Regions from separate parts of the Sus scrofa genome. Here region 2 is linked to region 1. The links are chromatin contacts, called in public HiChIP or PLAC-seq maps. All regions are on one chromosome and are shown on one strand. The core of a region is the stretch at or near the end of the contact, and the rest is flanking DNA. Distances in the headings are between cores, read along the strand shown.

Evidence for each region. HiChIP or PLAC-seq counts read pairs in DNA pulled down with a chosen protein or histone mark.
Region 2: an H3K27ac HiChIP or PLAC-seq map of alveolar macrophages shows a contact between it and region 1. The contact joins the promoter of GRN here to the promoter of HEXIM1 in region 1. A contact is called at or near these places in 1 of 5 promoter capture datasets (liver) and 1 of 2 datasets of contacts at active chromatin or transcription factors (alveolar macrophages).

The regions. Positions count from the first base shown.
Region 1 is chr12:18,267,437-18,272,988 of Sscrofa11.1, reverse strand. It overlaps HEXIM1 (protein HEXIM1), which reads left to right and starts at 2,900. Exons shown (of 1, transcript XM_003131323.5): 1 at 2,900-5,552. The coding sequence starts at 4,538. It overlaps ACBD4 (acyl-CoA-binding domain-containing protein 4), which reads left to right. Exons shown (of 10, transcript XM_003358011.4): 10 at 1-202.
Region 2 is chr12:18,896,926-18,902,477 of Sscrofa11.1, reverse strand. GRN (granulin precursor) reads left to right here and starts at 2,034. Exons shown (of 13, transcript NM_001044578.1): 1 at 2,034-2,050; 2 at 4,848-4,992; 3 at 5,117-5,242; 4 at 5,336-5,420. The coding sequence starts at 4,855.

The sequences.
Region 1 (5,552 bases), core at 1,651-4,150:
GCCTGGAAGAGTGATTGGCTGGGAGGCTGCGGGAGAAGGCCAGGAGGCCCGGCAGAGTTGGGGAAGGGCGGGGAGCGCTGGCCCTGGGGGAGGGGAGTCCGCTCCCTTTGGCTGGCCGCCCTACCCCCACAAATACTCAGGACGTCTTCACTTACTAAAGAATGTTTCACTAAATAAAATAAAACCTTCATCTTCTGCCGTCTGGGCTGCCACGGAGTGAGGTGGGAGCGGGTCCGGGAGGCGCGAGACTCAAGTCCCTTTCCTCCCCCTGCCCCGCCGCCCGCGGCCCGCCCGGAGAGGCCAGCGGCCGGTGTTCCCGAGGGAGCATCTTCCTCCTCCCGGGCCTAGTGGAGGGCACACAACCCGGGGGGCCGGAGGGGCTGCGGGGGCGTCCAGGGCTGGGTGGGGGCCCTCAGCCGGGGGTGGGGGTGGGGCCGAGGCTGCGTCCCTGCCCCTCTTCCCGTCGGGGACAGGGGTGCGGGGGACCGGTGAGCTGGGGGCGGCCGGAGGAGTCCAGCGGGGCTTGGGCACAGGCTTCTTCCCGGCCCGAAGGAAGGGCGGCTGCTCCCTGCGCCGCGCGCGCGCGCGCGCGGCGCAGGGCCAGGGACCTGAGACCCTGGCCCCGTAAGTGCCCACTGCCTGTTTCCCCCTCCTAGGCTGCTCGCTTCCAGAGTCCTCTCCCGCGCCCAGGGAACTTTCTGGAAGGCCAAGGCCTGCAGGAGCTTCGTCCCCGCCCCTCCCCGAGTGAGCACAGACCCCTGGGGGCCACCAGCTGCTGTGGGCTGCTCTGGTTCCAGCATTTTGAGTTAACCCCTGTGTGAAGATGGACATCTGAAGGGGAGGGAGAGAGGGTCCAGGCTGGTGCTGGGGATGCGGGCCTGGGGCGGAAGCCAGCTCCACCACTTGCACTTACTAGCTGTGTGACCTGGGCAAGACTCTTAACTGCTCTGAGCCTGGGTCACCTTATTTGTGGAATAACGACGAGGATCTCTTCGTTGTAAAGGCAGTCCAGGGGTTTATATGAGCAGGACATGTAAAATGCCTGGCGAAGAGTTAAACCTCAGCTAATAGCAGGGTGCCTGGCCTCTTGTTTCATAGAATTCTGGAATTCCACAACCCATGAGTCTGGCCACGCCTCCCCTAATAGGACAAATGAGCCCATGCAGCTGAGCCCTATCCAGTAGACCAGGCTGGGCTCAGCTGTACCTTCCAAAGCCCCTGACTGAGGATAGCCAGGCGTCCTCTGGTGTCTGAAACTGTGACTGTGGAGTTCTCTGCAAAATCCCTTTACCTCAGGGCGCTCCCAGTATGAGGGGCAGTTCTTGCTCTCAGGGCACCTGCGACTGATGAGCAGCACAGAGGAGGGGCAGGCTTTTCAGAGTTCTTGGAAGCTCAGGGAAACAGGCTAGGATGTTCAATTTCAAAACATCTGGAGGTGCCCCAGGGGCACTGTTGCTTGCCTTTTCCCTTTGGGCGTGCCCGTCATCGCTTCCCCAAGGACAGCTCCCGAGTCTCCAGACAGGTCCTTTCTTTGGACAAGTTGCATGTGCTTTGTAGAATGCCCTACTTCATGCTACTCAAAGACGGCCAAGAAGTCATCTCCTGCATGAAATCTGTCCACAATTCTCAACTCCTAAGCAATTTGGCTCATAAACTCCCACCAGGATTTTCTTCACTTGCTATTCTGGCTTACTGTGGTTGGGTCGTCTCTCCAAACAGTCCCTGAGTAGCAAGGATGATACTTTATTCATCATTGTGCTCTCTTATCAAATCATTGCCAAAGGAAGAAATAAGAGCCTAAATTAGGCTGAAGCTGTTGGGGATGAAAAGGAACTAAATCCAGGAGTTCCTGTTGTGGCTCAGTGGGTTAAGGACCGTACCTCTCTGTGAAGATGTGGGTTCAATCCCTGGCCTCACTCAGTGGTTTAAGGATCCAGTATTGCCGCAAGCTGCAGCTTAGTTTGCAGAGGTGGCTCAGATTTGGTGTTGCTGTGGCGTGGGCCCCAACTGCAGCTCTGATTGGACCTCTGGCCCGGGAACTTCCATATGCTGCAGGTGCAAAAGAAAAAAAGGAACTAAATCCAGAGTTCATACGAAAAAAAAGAGTTTTGTGTCTGTGACAAAGAAAAATGGTACGGGGTCACAAAGACCTTTGCTCTGGCCTAAACTGCCACTTAGTTGTCATGTGACCCTGGACAGATCACTTAATTTCTGAGCATTAAAGAGGTTTCTTATCTCTAAAATAGAGACAATAATCCCTACTCTGCCTAACCCGCAGGGCTGTGGTGGAGCAAATGGTTCTGTGTGTAAAAGAACGTTGTGCAGTGGAAAGCAGCTGGAATATAAGACAAGGCTGTAAGTAAGAAATAGTAGGAATGGGTCACTGAGTGTATGGCCAACTGAGATTACAGAGAGGCTTAAGTGATTTGAACAGAGTTTGGGCTACTTCTGGGCCCTATCTTTTGGGCGGGAGCTTGGAATCTGGAGAACTTTCCCAAGGAGAGTATGTCCCTCCCACCCCCATGAATCTGCCCATAGTTCTGGGCCAGAATCCCCCTGCCCCCATTTCTGGGCAAGACTTCCTCCTGGGGGAGCCTCTGGCTCTGCTTTCCTCAGGGTGTTGCCTAGCGCCCACTGACGAAGAGCCTTGGTGGCTCTTTTGCTCTCTCTCTCTCTGCGTAGCCAGGATTGATTATTTCAACTCTTTATTAATTTCAAACCCCTCCCCCCAAGAAAGCAGCTCATCAGCCGCCCTGCACTCTTCTATCTGGGCATTTCCTGGTCGGTTCCCAAGTGAAGAGACCAAGAAGGCCTCAGGAGGCCATTTTCTTCCAAAGAACCTGAGGCCCCGGGGACGGGGGAAGGGGGGAGGGGGCAGGGGCAAGGCCTTCCCGCCCCGGGCCGGACAGCATGCACACCCAGCGTTTCCCCCGCTCAGGCTAGAGACTCGGTCACGGCCCACCATTTTGCACTGGCTCCTGGGGCGGCGGCAGTCCTGAAAAAAACCACGCTGGGGCTGGGACTCCGCCACTTTCGGCCAAGAACCCCAAGGCCAGTCCGAAGGTGGACGTCACCCAGGACTCGAACCTGCCTTCTCATCTTTGGAGGCCTAGTCCGAGATTGCGGTCACACTGTCCCTTTAAGGCGGCACTTTTTATTCTTCATTTGTTTACCTCTTCATGCGCTTTTTTAAAAAACACAAATTGTGTTCACAATATCCTTCCGCAAATGTCAATCCCAGTCACTAGCTACACACTCTGAAGCCATTCTTGTAATCTTAGGAATCTAAGACTTATTAGCCTTGGGCCAATATCTCTCTTTATAGAATTTAACCCTCTTTTGCACTTTAGGGACTATTTTTTAGGAGTAAACCATTCCTGCTTTAGTTAACACATGTTTATGACCTTCAGAACCTTTCCGCTGAGGACAGAATACGAAAAAAGCCTTTAAGACGCACCTTTTCATAAAAATATTCTGTGTGGGCCCTCATAGCCATGGAATCTTCTCGTATTCCCGAAGCAGAATGGTATGGTCCAGAACCCGCCCCATCTTCTCTGCGATTGGCCTTCCTTCCTCAGCGAGACGTGGGCCTCTTGGCCAATGGTGACCCACGTTTCTCTAGCGAGCGATAAGCGATGGAAGGAGACGGCCTGGAAGACGCCCCCTACGCGTCCTGGGATTGGCTACGTCGCACGGCGCGCGAGGATGGCGGGCCTGAAAGATGGGAACTACGACTCCCAGCTTCCAGGGATGGGGACTCCGTTACGCATGCGCATAGGCGGGGCAGCCCGGCTTCTATATAAAAGGGGCGCAGCGGGCTGGGAGGCAGCAGTTGGAAGTTGGCAGGTGGAGAGGCAGGTTGGGAGGGGAAGTCGGGGGAGGAGGCGGAAGAGGAGCTGTCGGAAGGGGGAGGAGGGCGGGAGGAAAAAGAGGAGGAGGCGGAGGAGAACTGAGCTGAGCAGAGCATCGAGCCAAAGGGGAGATGAGTTTGTCTGTCCTCGGTTGAGGCTCCGGCCGGGCCTAGGGAACTGGGAGCCCGGGTTGGAGCGACACCCGTGGAAGTGGGAGGAGGTGGCTCTGGGACTTTAACCCCTTGTGGGCTCTGCGGCAGGGGATTTAACCCTTTGTGGATCCAGCCCCTCGGAGTCAGCGTCATCGGGTAGTTTTAACCCTTTCGGGGCTGGGTTTAACCCGTTGGATTTAACATCTCGTTGCCCACCAACTCCTCGATAGCGGGGCGCGCTGCGGGGAGGCTTGAGGCCCACCCCCTCTGCACATTACGTACTGTTTTGCTGCTGCACCCCCTTGGACGCGCTAGCTGGCCGCGCTGTGAGCGCTTAACCCTTTACTGACTTGAACTCCCCAAGTTGCAGTTGGAGTTTGCTGACAGAAGGACTGGCTAAAGGCATCACTGCAGGAATTACAGACCGAAGAGGACTGTGTTGGACATTTTTGAAAAGAAAAGAAAAACCTTTTTTTTCTTTAAGGACTTAACAGCCAAAATTCTTCAAACTTCGAGAAGAGGATTCTATTAGCCATGGATGAGCCACTCTTGTCAGAGTATCAGCACCAGCCTCAAACTAGCAACTGTACAGGTGCCGCTGCTGTACATGAAGAGCGGAACCCCGATCGCCCCCCAGGCGCGGAGGAGCGAGTGCCCGAGGAGGACAGTAGGTGGCAATCGAGAGCGTCCCCCCAGTCGGGTGGCCGTCCGGGACAGGAGGGGGAAGGGAGCCAGGAGCCTCAGCTGCCTCCCTTGCAAACCCAGGTCAGCCCAGAATCCAGCTGCCCTGAAGCGGGTGAGAAGGGCCAGAATGGGGACGACTTGTCCGCTGGCGGAGCTCCCCCGCCGGCGGCGGGAGGGGAACAGAGGCCCGAAGCCAACAAGTTGGGGGCTTCTGCTGCAGGGGGCGAGGAGGCGTGGGGACAGCAGCAGAGACAATTGGGCAAGAAAAAACATAGGAGACGCCCCTCCAAGAAGAAGCGACTTTGGAAACCGTACTACACGCTAACCTGGGAAGAGAAGAAAAAGTTCGACGAGAAAGAGAGCCTTCGAGCTTCCAGGATTCGAGCCGAGATGTTCGCCAAGGGCCAGCCGGTCGCTCCCTATAACACCACGCAGTTCCTCATGGATGATCACGACCAAGAGGAGCCGGATCTTAAAACCGGCCTCTATCCCAAACGGGCTGCTGCCAAATCCGACGACACCAGCGATGAGGACTTTATGGAAGAAGCAGGCGAGGAGGATGGGGGCAGCGACGGAATGGGAGGAGACGGCAGCGAGTTTCTGCAGCGGGACTTCTCGGAGACCTACGAGCGGTACCACGCGGAGAGCCTGCAGAACATGAGCAAGCAGGAGCTCATCAGAGAGTACTTGGAGCTGGAGAAGTGCCTCTCGCGCATGGAGGACGAGAACAACCGGCTGCGGCTGGAAAGCAAGCGGCTGGGCGGCGGCGACGACGCGCGTGTGCGGGAGCTGGAGCTGGAGCTGGACCGCCTGCGCGCCGAGAACCTCCAGCTGCTGACGGAGAACGAACTGCACAGGCAGCAGG
Region 2 (5,552 bases), core at 785-3,284, 630 kb before region 1:
CTATCCTGACCGCCACCTGTGAGAGCGGCCCTGGGGCTGACCTGGAGGAACGTCTTAGCCACAGACACAACCATGGGTCTCTTCCTGTGAGGCCTCTCAGTGGAACCATCTGCGCTGCCTCAATCCGGGGCAGCGCTGGCATCTGAGGTGGGACCACAGCAGGAATAGTAACAGACCACGAAGAACACATCTCTCCCTTCTTAAGCATGGGGTGGGGCAGCAGAAGCCACAAAGGAAAAGATTGCTGGCTAGGTTTCAGATGACATAATGACATAACTTCTGACCACAAAAGATACCATCAACAAAGAGAAAAGACAAAGGATAGACTGGGAGGAAATATTTGCAACGTATATCCTGATCCAAACTATATAAAGAGCTCCCACAGTTCAATAAGAAAAAGACAAACACGGGAGAAAAAGGAACAAAGGATAACAGGATGGTTAGTTTTTTCTTTTTATTACCATGTAGTTGGTGTGCATCATCTTATCACTTACAGGGGGACAATACAGTGAGTCCGTTTTTAAAGGCTATACTTTGCTTACAGTTCTTATAAAATATTGACTATATTCCCTGTTGTACAATATACCCTTGTGGCTTATTTTATACGTAATAACTTGTACCTCTTAATGTCCTACCCCATATTGTCCCTCCCCCGTTCCTCTCCCTCTGTGCTCGCTTTGTCCACAGAAGCATAAAGATGCACAGGAAGGGGAACGAGTGTGCAGAGTAGTCTTGACGTTCAGTAGGAGCCTTACTGAACCTCTGGGCCCTCTCCAGTCCCAGGAAGAGCACCACTGTCACACAATTCTTCAGCCCTGCCACCTCCTCCCTACCCAGACCCCTACCACCCCGGATCTTGGTTGGTTGTCCCCCAACCCCAGCCTCACCCTCGGCTCAAGCTCTCCCTCCACTCGGCACCACCAAACACTGTCCTTCCCCCAAGGCCCAGCACCAGGCTTTCTCTGAGCCTCTCCTCTCTCTCGGGGTACTTCCCGTTGCCCATCTCTGCCCAGGCCAGGGCTTCTGGGCACCAAGCAGTCTAGCTTCTGCTGCTGGCAAATCTGTCCTATGTGGTACACTTGAAAAAGCAGCATATCAATTCCTGGGAGGCAGGGACCACTGAAATTAGGAAGCCACTTTGGCTACGCACCCACCTCCAGCCCAGCCGGGTGCCACACCCCCAGCAGTTCCTCAAGTCCACTACATTGAACTTGGCCCTCGATCCCTGCTCAAGGCTGCCCCTGCCATCTGGTTTCCTGATGCTTCTCCCAACACCACCCCCCCCCCGGCCATTTCTCCAACCCCTCCCCACCTGCCACCTAAAATCCTCCAAGACTCAGCTCAAAACTCAGCCCTCAGGTTGGAATGAAATCTCTTCTTCCCTGCCCAGAACCAACCTACTTCCTTTCCCTTCCACGCACCTAGAGCATCTGGCACAGGTAAGGTAAGGACTTCGTACCTTAAATCAGATTTAACCTGAGCCTGTCTCCCCTTCTCCAACCCCCACCGCACCCTTGCTGGGAGCACCTTAAGGAAAGGGCCTGCCTGAGAGCTGTTCATCTTTGCCCTCACAACTCTCCTTCAACCCCCTTTGGGGCCTGGCTGCCCAGCATTAAATCCGAGTTGACTGAACAGAATAGAAACAGGATGCACAAATGTTCCAAGACCAGAAGCCGACGGCCTGCGAAAGCTCTGGAAGCACGCTCTAACCGAGAGCTCCCTTGGATGTTAATATCTCAGGAGTCGGCGGGCGAGGCGGACACTCGAAGCCTGGCAGAGTCGGCCAGGGCGTCACATGATTCTCCAATCACATGATCCCTGGAAATGGGGGGGTTGGGGTGAAAGAGGAAGGGAGGGAGGAGAGTGAAATGAGTAGGAAAGAAGCACAGGATTCCAGGTTGGCCCCGCCTTTATGTCGACGAGTAGCCAATGGGAGCGTGACAGTCCAGATACCTGGCCAATGGAAACTGAGGTGGGCGGGCCATCGCGCCGAGGGGCCCTACTTGGTGAGCTGCCGGACAGCTGCTGCCCAGAGCTGACCGCGACGCAGGTAAGAGGGGTGGCCTCGGAGCGCTCCCGCTTGCTCCTTCCCAGGGGCCCGGCCAAGGGGACGTGGAGACTTGAGGGTCCTCAGGAGTTTCAGAGAGGAGACACGAAAAGACTCCCTTAGAGAAACTCCCATGCACTGGAGGGAGTTTTATGGGGAGGGGGAGTAAACAGTAATTGCAGTGACTCCCATTAGAAGGGGCCCTCTCCTTCTCCAGCAACCCCGGAAGCTGCAGCCCCTTCCCCTAAAGCAGGGACCACTCTGTTCTTGAGCTGACTCCGCCCCCGTTGGCAGGTGCTGGTGGTGGTTTGGTAGGGGGTGTCTGCTGTGGCTGGGAGCAGACGAGGCGCCAGCCGGTGGTCCCCGACCTCAAAGGGCTGGGAGTAGGGCTTGAGACCGTGGCCTCCTCAAAGGCCGTAGGGACTTGGGAGTGGTGATTGAACCCCTGGGTTGCATCTGGCTTTTCTTTACTTCCTCTCGTGGCGGGTGGGAAAAGCTAACTTCCGCCTCTCCCCGTCACTTTTCCCCGGCTCTCCGCAGCTGGGTTGGTTCACCTTTTGAGAAGCTCTCTCCTGGCACTTGGAGTTGGGGGCTGCCACCTAGTGGAAGATGACGGAGCTTAGGGGCCTGAAGAGGCTCCTGATCTCCCTCTCTGCTGGCGGTGTGCGGTGGTGGTGGCACCGTGGGAACCCTACTGAGAGGAGTCGGGTCCCCTCCCCCCTCCCTTGTCCTGAGTGTGCGTGCGCGTGCATGCATGTGTGTTCGGTCGGCGCATGCATAACCTCAGGATGCCCAGGAAGGGAAATGTGCATAAATGAATCACTAGGGTGCTGAGTGGTCCTTGGTGTGTGCAGACAGGCCCTCCCTCCAGCCTGAGTCAGGCCAGCAGGACAAGTCTGAGGAGGCTTGAGGCTGGACTCCCAAGAAGCAGGTGGAGCCAGGTGTAGATGCCTTGCAGGGAGCTGCGGGCATTGGAGAAGAGCGTGAAAGGGCCACAGGCCAGGACTGGGCTTCTTCAGCCTTACCCGGCCAGGAGACGGCCTCGTGGAGGTGGTCTTTGAGCTGAGAGGGGCCACCGAGGAAAGCCAGGTGAGGGAGAGAGGATTGTGCAAACCCCTGCTGCTCGTAGTGTGCAGTGTATACACACAGAGAGACTCACGGGCAACCAAGGCCCAGAGACAGGGAGCGACTGTGGCGGCTGTCACAGACTAGGGGCCGCGTGTGGTAAGTATCCAGGCAGCCCCTACACTCTCTGTTCCTGTCCTGCCTGGTCCACCAGCCCAGGAAGTGCTTTTGTCCCACTTCTCAGTTTGGACCCCAGGCCTCTACCCTCCTGGGGTCTGGGGTCCTTTCCCAGGTACTGTCCACGGTGCCGCTTGTGAAATGAACTTAGGTCGAATAATATACTCTGGAGCCATCAAAGCCTGTGGTGTGACCTGGGCAGGTTATTTAACACCTCTACACCCCAGCATCCTCCTTTGAAAAGTAAAGGTAGGGAGGTCCTGTTGTGGCTCAGCGGGTTACAAACCCGACTAGTATCCATGAGGGTGCAGGTTCAATCCCTGGTCTCTCTCAGTGGGTTAAGGATATGGTGTCGCCGTGAGCTGTGTCGCAGCTTGGAGCCTAAGTTGCTGTGGCTGTGGTGTAGGCTGGCAGCTGCAGCTCCAATTCAGCCCCTAGCCTGGGAACGTCCATATGCCACAGGTGTGGCCCTAAAAAGCAAAAAAAAGAAAAAAAAATAATAAAGATAATAATGACTCCTTTAGATGGTAAAGAAATACCATAGCATGTTGTAACTGGCTCCTAAGAGGCTCGAGAGACATGACTGATTTTGCCTCTCTAGGCAGAGTCGCATCTTCCAGGCCTGCCCCACAAGGCTGGCCGAGCTTGGGGGAAGAGTTGTTTAGGAAGTGAGAGGCTGCGCTCCTTCAGAAACCGGGGCTTGGTTCCTTTTTCTGATTCAGATCGGCACCGGGTGGGCAGCCCTGGGCTGTCTCCACCTGCAGCCGGGTTTCGGCTCCAGGGTGGGGAGAGGCAGGGGAAGGGAGGGTGGTATGTCTGCACATTCTGAAATGGCCTGGTGGTACTAGGGGGCCCTTACAACACCGGGGTCCCAAAGGTTGACCCAGCCTGTGTGTCCCCTTCTTTGGGTGTGGAGGGGACAGTCAGTGGGCAGGTGGTAGCTGGCCTCTGGGGAAGGTAGCCCAGGCTCCATGGGCACCATACTTCCTTTTTCACAACTTTCTCAACCCTGTGGTTTCCCATATCGTCACACGCCCCCACTTCTCGGCCACCAGAACTTAGCAGGGTGCAGGTGTGAGCACAGCATCAGACAAGGTGGCATCTAGAGGGGCCGGCTCGGGAAGCGGAACTCCGACTTTTCTTCGAGTGGAAACTCCCTCCTTGTCCTCCAGCCCCGTTCTCCCACGGCGACTGAGGTCTTCCCCACCCCTGGGAGGTGGCCATGTCCCCACAGATCAGACCCGCAGAATCCACGGGTCTTCCTGACTCTCACATGCCCACATCTCTGCACACTTAGCCACGGAGGCTCAGGTGTCAAGCCACATGCTGGGGACACAGATTCACACATGTGCTCAGGCCAGCATTTATGCTCACGGGTCTACACGCGTAGGAAGCTGAATCTCAGGCCCCACACCTTTCTTCCCGCCTGGATGGGGTATAGCTGGGGGGACTCGGGGAGTCTTGGGGCCGGAGCCTGGGGCTGGGGGAGTGACTGGCTCCAGCGTGAAGGGCCGTCTGAGCTTAAGCTAGTTGCCAAAAGCCTCTTGCTATTTTGCAGGTGGACCATGTGGACCCTGGTGAGCTGGGTGGCCTTGGTGACAGGGCTGGTGGCTGGAACACAGTGCCCGGATGGTCAGCTCTGCCCCGTGGCCTGCTGCCTGGACCCGGGAGGAGCCAGCTACAGCTGCTGCAATCCCGTTCCGGTGAGTGCCCTTTGGCTCAGGCAAGAGCTGGTGGCCTGGGAATTCCCAAAGAGTCACCTTGGATTGGCCAGAGGAGGGGGCCAGGCTCGGCTCCTTTGGTTTATCCGCTCTTCTCGCCTTCCAGGACAAGTGGCCCAAGGCACTGAGCCAGCATCTGGGCGTACCCTGCAAGACTAAAGCCCAGTGCCCTCCTGGCCACTCCTGCATCCTCACCACCAATGAGACCTCCAACTGCTGCCCGTTCCCAGAGGTGAGGGTGCCAGTGGGTCAGTGGTGGGGCTCAGGTCTCTCCCTCCCCCAGGGAAAAGGGCCTCGCCAATGAAGGCATCTCTGTGTCCCTCAGGCCGTGTCATGCAGGGATGGCCTCCACTGCTGCCCGCAGGGCTTCCACTGCAGTGCTGATGGGTGGTCCTGCCTCCGAAGACCAGGTGCGGCCAAGGTGGGGGCGGAGGGCAGGCAGATGGGCACCACGTAGAGCCTGGAGCACTCAGGAGCCCAGCCAGCTGGGGTGACCTTGATTCCTGCCTTCATGTCCTCATTCATGTAGCATCTGTACTAAG